Regions from separate parts of the Arachis hypogaea genome. Here region 1 is linked to region 2. A link is a contact called in public Hi-C data. All regions are on one chromosome and are shown on one strand. The core of a region is the stretch at or near the end of the contact, and the rest is flanking DNA. Distances in the headings are between cores, read along the strand shown. Region 1 holds the start of LOC112741632. Region 2 holds the start of LOC112741603 (glutaredoxin-C5, chloroplastic).

The links. Hi-C and Micro-C count contacts between places; a contact is called where the count stands out from the background.
Region 1: a Hi-C map of an unstated tissue shows a contact between it and region 2, with 4 times the contacts expected there. The contact joins the promoter of LOC112741632 here to the promoter of LOC112741603 in region 2. A contact is called at or near these places in 4 of 8 Hi-C or Micro-C datasets (leaf and an unstated tissue).

Annotation. Positions count from the first base shown.
Region 1 is chr2:23,766,770-23,771,006 of arahy.Tifrunner.gnm2.J5K5, reverse strand. It overlaps LOC112741632, which reads right to left and starts at 1,484. Exons shown (of 5, transcript XM_072216164.1): 1 at 1,357-1,484; 2 at 901-1,014; 3 at 394-534. The coding sequence starts at 1,450.
Region 2 is chr2:23,590,755-23,595,160 of arahy.Tifrunner.gnm2.J5K5, reverse strand. It overlaps LOC112741603 (glutaredoxin-C5, chloroplastic), which reads right to left and starts at 1,294. Exons shown (of 6, transcript XR_003171526.3): 1 at 810-1,294; 2 at 612-685.

The DNA.
Region 1 (4,237 bases), core at 235-2,734, 180 kb before region 2:
CTAGATACCTACCATCTACTATATATATATATATATATATATATATATATATATATATAATGGGGATTGGGAAAGGATTTATTACACAAATTTTGTTCCTAAAATACTGTTCATTATATATATTTATAAGATTCGAATCCAAGACCTCTTAGTTAAATTGGAAGATACTTACCACATTGACTAATCCCATATTTGTTACAATTATACATATTTAATAAATTAAAGGGTGGATTAATAGGCACTAAATCACTAGTAATAATTAAGGCCAAGAAAGTTGACAAGGATTCAATTCCTTATATAATTTTTTTGGTGAATAATCATGCTAGCTCATGAAATAAGTTTGAGTTCTTCAGTAAAATCTGCCAAAATGAGTAGACAATTATTTCAACCAACCTCTGGAATGTTCAGTTTGTTCAGGCTCCTTAGGTAAGGAATCATCTTTTTGAACCGGCCGGTGAGAATTAAACCTCAGACCTGCATCCTGCTTCAATTTCTTAAAGAAAGCATACTCAGAAGTTTTGGGATCATTTGTACCTGAATACATACATAACCAGTTATGTAAGATATTAACCTACAAAAGCAACTTTCCATCTCAAAATTTAATACAATTACCAGCAGAATAAAATTTAAAAACATAGACATAAACCTCAACAACAACAACAACAACAAAGCCTTTACATGTATAAAACAAAGCTGTTGTGCCCTGTCCATCTAATCAAATTTATGCTTAGATTCCTTTGGATATAACTTGGCACTCTTCTTATCAACTTATTCAGATGTAATCTTGTATGATTTAACTCTTTTCGACAACCATGAACATGCGCAATTGCACAATTGTACAAAACTACAATTACCCTGCCTGCCTACCAAAGCTGAGTATGAAAATTGCAGAATGCTTACCAGTTTTAATTTTCTTTTTTCCTTTTGGCGGTGTGTAAGAGCCTTCTAGTCTGCAGCTTTTATGGTTATCTTCTTCCGGAATTGTAGATTTCGTTCTTTTGCGGCAACCACTATCTGGAATAAGAAGGAAAACAAAGGCACTATCGAATAATAATAGAAAATAATAAATAAATAATTGGTAAATTTTGAACTATCGTATCCATTCAAAACTATAAACAGAAACACAAAAAAAAAAAAAAAAGGTTGAAACCGAAAACAAATCACTAATCGGAGATGTTAATTGGATACAAAAAATACACAAAAAGTAAAGAAAAAATGGTGAATCGATAACTTAACAATAAATCAACCGCATACTAAACAAAAACGAAATAGAAAATGGAAGAGAAAGAAAGAAAAAAAAAAGGAATGAGTAATTCGAAGTGTGAATAATTGAAAAATCCAGAGAGGAAAAGGAACCTTCAGTGGTGTGGAATTCGGGTTTTGGAGGTTCATGGAATCGTGGTTGGCGTTGGCGAAATCGATCGATGAGATTATTCTTCGTTTTGTTCATCGGAATGAGTCAGTCCTGGAATTGCCGGTGTTAGTGGCAAGGGCAGTTGTGGAGAAAATATAACACTGGTTTTGGCGCCAAACCGCAAGTGACAGGTTGCGTGCTAGTTTTAATTTTAATTAAATTATTTATTTATTTATGAGGGGATGTGAAGCCAAAAAATTTTAATATGTGTTGTAAAATAAATAAAAGATATACTAAATATAAAATAAAGATCTATAAATAGAAGACTCTAGTATTAATATAATTAGTTTAATAAAGATGATTCATATATTTATTAATATATGCAGTAAAAAAGAGAGAGAGAGAGAGAAACTATTAGTAGTGTAAAGAGAGAGAAGGGTGTTTTATTGCTTCTATGTGTGTTCAATATGCTTCATATTATGTTGCTATTTATAAGCACAAAGAAGTTTTACTTTTCAAACATAATTAAATGCAATCACTCTTGGTAAACTAAGTCTCATGGAAAATGATCATCCACATCATTCATCCTTATCACAACACTTCCCCTTGGATGACCATTTATGATTATTGCCTCGTTAAAACCTTATTAAAGAAAAAGCCAGTGAGAAAAAACTTTAGTGAAAGAAAAAGAGTACAATATCCTTTGGGAACTGCCTCATTAAAAACCTTGTCAAGAAAAACCCAATGGAAAAAATCCTGACCAATGAAAAAGGAGTACAGTTTCCGGCTCTTGCTGACATTATTTTATATCTCGAAATTGGTGCATCCCAATCTGATGTACCAATCTTTCAAAGAAGGATTTTAGGAGTGACTTTGTAAATAAATCTGCCAGATTATCACTTGAGTGGATCTTTGATGTATCCACTTTTAAGTTGAGCAATGCATGATGTATTATTTTTAAACAGGACAGTTGAAGTTATCTTCTGATCAATCAGTCCACATGGTGACAAAATATATTGGATCAAACTCTTGAGCTAAAAAAAAAACACTCGTGACTTGGATCCATAGGGATAAAACAATCCCATATCAATTATTCCATGAAGATATCGAAAGATTTGTTTGATTTCATTCCAATGTCTTTTGGTTAGAGAGGAACTATATCTTGCTAGTAAATTCACAGCAAATGATATATCAGGTCTTGTATTATTGCAAGATACATTAGCGCTCCAATGGCACAAAGATATGGTACTTCAGGACCAAGGATATCTTCATTCTCTTCTTTAGGACGGAATTGATCATTTTCTACATCCAAAGATCTTACGATCATTGGGGTACTTAATGGATGTGACTTATCCATATAAAATTTCTTCAAGATCTTTTCTGTGTATGTTGTTTGATGAATAAAGATCCCACTTTTTGTATGCTCGATCTGCAGGCCGAGACAAAATTTAGTCTTTCCAAGATCTTTCATCTCAAACTCTTCTTTTAGAGTTTTTATAATTGTCGGAATCTCTTCAGGAGTTCCAATCATATTTAAATCATCAACGTACACAGCAATTATAATGAATCCAGATGCAGATTTCTTTATGAAAACACATGGACATATATCATCATTCTTGAATCCGTTTTTGGCCAGATACTCAATAAGATGATTATACCACATTCATCCAGATTGCTTTAGACCATATAAAGATCTTTGCAATTTGACTGAGTATAACCCATGTGAATATTCATTGGATGGTTTAGATATCTTTAGTCCTTCAGGAACTTTCATATAGATATCACGATCTAATGAGCCGTATAAATAGGTTGTTACTACATCCATTAAATGCATATGTAATTTATGATATGCGGATAAACAGACCAAATAACGCAATGTTATTGCACCCACTACAGGGGAATACGTTTCTTCATAATCTATACTGGGCCTTTGTGAAAAACCTTGTGCCATAAGTTGGGCTTTATAGCGCACAACTTCATTTTTCTCATTTCGTTTTCTCACAAATATCCATCGGTATCCAACATGTTTTACATCATCTAGTGTACGGACTACAGGTCCAAAGACTTCACAATTTGCAAGTGAGTCTAATTCAACCTTCATGGAATCTTCCCATTTTGGCCAATCATTTCTTTGTCGACATTCTTCGACTGATCTTGGCTCAAGATCCTTACTTTCATGCATGATATTTAATGCCCCATTATATGCAAATATTTCATTGATAATTGTCTTATTTCGATCCCATTTCTCTCCTGTAAAGACATAATTTATCGAGATCTCATCATTTTCACAATTTTCAGGTACCTGAACGTCTTGTGGCATTAAAACTATATCAAAATTTTGGACAACTGCAGGTGCTTTTTCTATGTCTTTTTCAACAGGAACAGTATTTACCTTTTTTTCTTTTTCGAGAATTTTTCTCTTTGGAACCGACAGGCTTGCCACGCTTCTGGCATGAATTTGCTTCGATGGCAATTTGTCCGACTGGGACATCAACTCGAATCGAAGCATTTTCAGCCGGCATATAGGATTTAGTAATCCTTTTCGTATTAGAAAATGCATCAGACAATTCATTTGCTATTCTTTGCAAATGTATAATCTTTTGAACTTCTAGTTCAGATTGCCCTGATCGAGGATCTAAATGCATTAAGGATGATGCATTCTTTTCAGGAAGCTTATTCTCTCCCCCCTAATGTTAAAAATTTTGATTCATCAAAATGACAATCCACAAACCGGGCTTTAAATACATATCCAATTTGTATCTCAAGATACTTCACTATAGAGGGAGAATCATATCTAACATATATCCCCAATTTTCTTTGGGGTCCCATTTTGGTGCGAGAAGGTGGTACAATTGGAACATATATCGCACACTTAAGTATTTT
Region 2 (4,406 bases), core at 45-2,544:
ACTATAAATAGAACTAATGAATCAAGAATAGAAAATACATACAAGAAAAAGCAGCAAAGAACTATTTGGGGTATATAGATTAAAATGGGAAATATTTCAGATTCCTAAAGAACTCCATACTGTAACGACAGACTTAACATATTTCACAATAACCAGCACTATTAAGATTCAGATAACACATTCTCAGACAAATACACATTCTTAGTCATGATTCATTTATGATCCATCAAGCAACACTCATGTGAAAATATAGACATGTGAACACTAGGCCTAAAATTCAGTTACACACAAATGCCCATGTGCTCGTTAACTTGTGATGAGTAAGACCTACCATCACTTTAATTCCACAAAAATTGCATAATTGTTAGTTGAATAAGTCGCTGACTATATATATATATATATATATATATATATATATATATATATATATATATATATAAGAAAATTTCTTAAAGTTACGGATTATAATGAACTTTGCTTGTAATTTCAACAAGTAAAATACTAACTTGAGAGCTTTACACAAATGATAATAAACAATATTTAGGGTTTGGGGATTACTAACACAGATCAAAGACACCACCAATTAAGGAAAGGAAGTTGAATCAAATTACCCATTTCGTCCAATTCGAAGACCAATGGTTCCACGCCGAGCTTCTTGAACAACGCTTTCACCTCAGAAGAATACCTTCCAACACACAAACACAAAATTCAGCCAAATCAAATCAAATTGTTAAATTAAAAAAAAAAAACAATCAAATTAATTCAAATCAAATCGCTAACAATAACAGTGGAAGAGTTAGAGAACTCACGAGCACCATGTTTTGGAATAAACGACGACAGGGTTGCCCGAAACGGTTTTCTTGATGGTCTCTTCGAGTCGGGAGCCAAAGGAAGAAGAAGAAGAAGACGACGACGATGAGGATGATGACGTGGCACGGATTGAACTGATATTGGGCCTGATTGGGCCAGTGTTGAAAGAAAATGCGTTCGGGGTGGTGATTGTTGTTCTGGGAACGGGGAAGGAGGAAGCGAAGAATTTGATTATATAAGACGATGATGAAGATGAAGGCTTGAAGGGATTGAGAGATGGCGGTGAGAAAGTGAATGTGTTTGGCAATGCCATTTCTTCAGAGAGGTGATTTGGAATTTGATGCACTTTCCAATACTTTCCCACTTGCTTCAATTTCTGCCCCCTTATTATTGTTAAAAGAATTGCATGAAAGATATAGCTGTGATTATGATGTCCATGGAACAACGCAACCCAATTTTCGGACAATAGATGTTCTCAATTTTTTCTTAATTTTTTTCATCAATTATTTGGTTAAATATAATTTTTTATTATATATTCTTTGAAATTAAAAAAGATATTTTAAAAAATATATTAAATCATAAAACTTATATTTGACAAAATAATTAAATAAAAATTGAAAAGATTGAGTTATTATTATATTTTTTAAGAGTAAAATACAAAATTTAAAAAATTAGATCATTCATCGAACCATTTTAAAATTAATTGAATTGTGATTCAATTGTAATAATTATTTATATCAAAATAATAAATAAAATATAAATAAATATATTAAAATATAATTATAGTCTAATATAAATTTTAGAATATTTTTTATATTTAATTTTAATTCAATTTTATTTTGGATTTTTTAAGATATCACATAAATATTTACTGGACTATATGTCATAAAAACTAATTTGAAATTTAACATGAAATTTATTAGTCTCAACTTAATTTAAATTTTATATTATTTTTAATCATTTCAAATATTTTTAATTAAATTGTAAAAATTAACTAAAATAAAAATTATAGAGTCACACAATTAATAAATATATACCATATTTAAAATATATTACAACTAATGAAATAGACTTTAAAATATTATCTAAATATTATTTAATTAAGCATAACAACATTAAAAAAACACATTACATGTTAGAGACATTGCATATTTTGGCTCATTAGATTTGGAACAAATTTGCAATGGAAAAATTAGATTTTTGTATATCTAGATGGGTAGAGAAATTAAAATTTTATAAATAATTGAAAAAAAAATTACGTTGAATTAGTTTAGATTCATTTTTCTACTAAATTGATAAGAGATAATGAAAAAATAGAATAATAAAATACAAGAGTATAATTTGGATACATCTTATTTCGTTTGATTAAACTTTTGTCATTCTTCTACAATAATAAAGTTCAAATGTTTATTTAATGGGTTATACAAATGACACTATTTAATTGATCTTTCTTTAAAATGATATGATTTTTTTTTACTAATATTATTCTCATTTCAAATAATGGAGATATCAAAAAATGATACTCAAAAAATATTTCATTAGAGTTACTCTTAACATGTCATTTAAATTAAAATTACTATATTTACCAAAATTTTATAATCTTATCTAAATACAAATTCAAAAGTCAAATAATAAAAAAATTAAATATAAAAATTATTATCGCAGATGTATTATTATTCGCAAATGTTTTTTGATTGATATTATTATAAAAAAATCATAAAAGATATTAATAACCTTTGTTTTCATCAATTATTCATAATTTAACACTCATCAAAACAGTCATATAAAACAAGAAAATTTCATTGAATTAACTAAACCAACAACAAATATTCAATCTTTTAGACAATTCAATAAGGTTATGTTAGGTCTGACTTTTCGTTTGGTCATTGTTTTATTTGTTGAATTTTTTTATTAGAAGTACAAAGTTGAATTCCAACGGCAAAATATATTGAATTTCTTCCCTAACAAAGTAGATCAATTTATGCTTTTTTTTATTGAATTATAAAAAAAAGCAAGATTAATTTTTTTTGAAATAAAAAGTTCAACACAAGCATCAATCTCTCAACAGAAAAGTACTAAATAGATAAAAACTAATTCTTAACCATCTTCGACAAAAGTCATCAACAACCCAAAAGATCAAATACCACTCAACTCTTTGTAATTCTTAATCGATTTGCTGACTACTCCTGCAATACCTGATTCTTGATTTCTGAAAATTCTGTTATTCATTTTCAACCAAGTGCTCCAAATGATAACATTGAAACCAAACTCACCAATATTTTATTAACTTGACTGCACGATTGACCATCTGAACCACGTAAACTTACGGTCATTCAACTTTATATCCACCAGTTCGATAATGTTGTTAACACACTAGCGTCTTTTCTTTCTTCCAACTGCACAATCTCATTAAAGACACCCATGTAGTAAAGAGGAATCTGACATATTTCCGAAAAAAAATCAACTCTTCCCTTGTATGTGCACCATACACCAAGCAACCAGCACAAATAAAAATTATTGTTTGTCAATTTCCCTTTTATACACAACCATCTCTCCCTTTTGTAACAATTACTTAACCTAAACATCATAATATCCCACATTATTAATAAACCTCCAAAAGCACCTTCTGATCCCACAAATTTCAAACTCACCACATCATTACCCCAAAATTGTACTACATCAAACTTAGAAATTATATCCTTCTTTGTCTTTATCAATCCTAACATATTCACATTATTTTAACGCTTAAATTTCTTACCATTTTCCACTTTCCACACCCCTAAACTCCTCATATTCCACGAACTAAAATCATTTAAAAACTCTATTACACACCTTATTTCGACTTTTGGGGCGGCACCTTCTTGCTTTCTCTTTCTGTTTTGCTTGCCTTCTTTTTTGTGCCAATACTTCATTCTGAGCTTAGAGAATAGCCATAATGTCTTCATCCTCGTCATATAAAACAGCTCCTGATTCGACAGCTAGATCCCAAACAGCCTTATTTTTAGCCATATCTTTATCCCAACTTCTTCCGTGTTCATCTTGATTAGTTTCACCGTCTGCATCCTGCTCTGAGTCCTCTGAATCTTCTAAGTTCCTTACAACCCCTTCATCATCCAACCCAGTTTTCTGCACCACTATATTCTCATCCTCTAAATCTGAATCTTGCACTGCATCACCCCTCATTAGATATATGCTAACATGATGCTTACCACTCTCGTCCAAACTAGCGTGAATCTCATTGACTACACTTGTTGGAATGTTTTTCTCCGCTGTATTGTTCGAACAATTCTCTGCACCTCCGCCAATCTCTGTTCTGGATTGATTCTACTTGTCGGGTGCATAAGGGGCTTCACACTCCTCCCTGCCATCCACGCCATCAAGTTTTGCGCGGAGTTTATCACCTCCGCCACTAGCAGCTGACTTCCGCACTGCTCCTAGATTTGCCTCGTCGGCGCTGTTCACCGTGTCATCAACTCCTTCGTGAACTCCATGACCAGTCACGTCCTTCTCTTCACCGTCGCTCGCAGCAGCAAGCAAGGAGGCCCTTTTAAAACGCACAATGACGTACTCTCCATCGCACCACACAGCCACTTCAC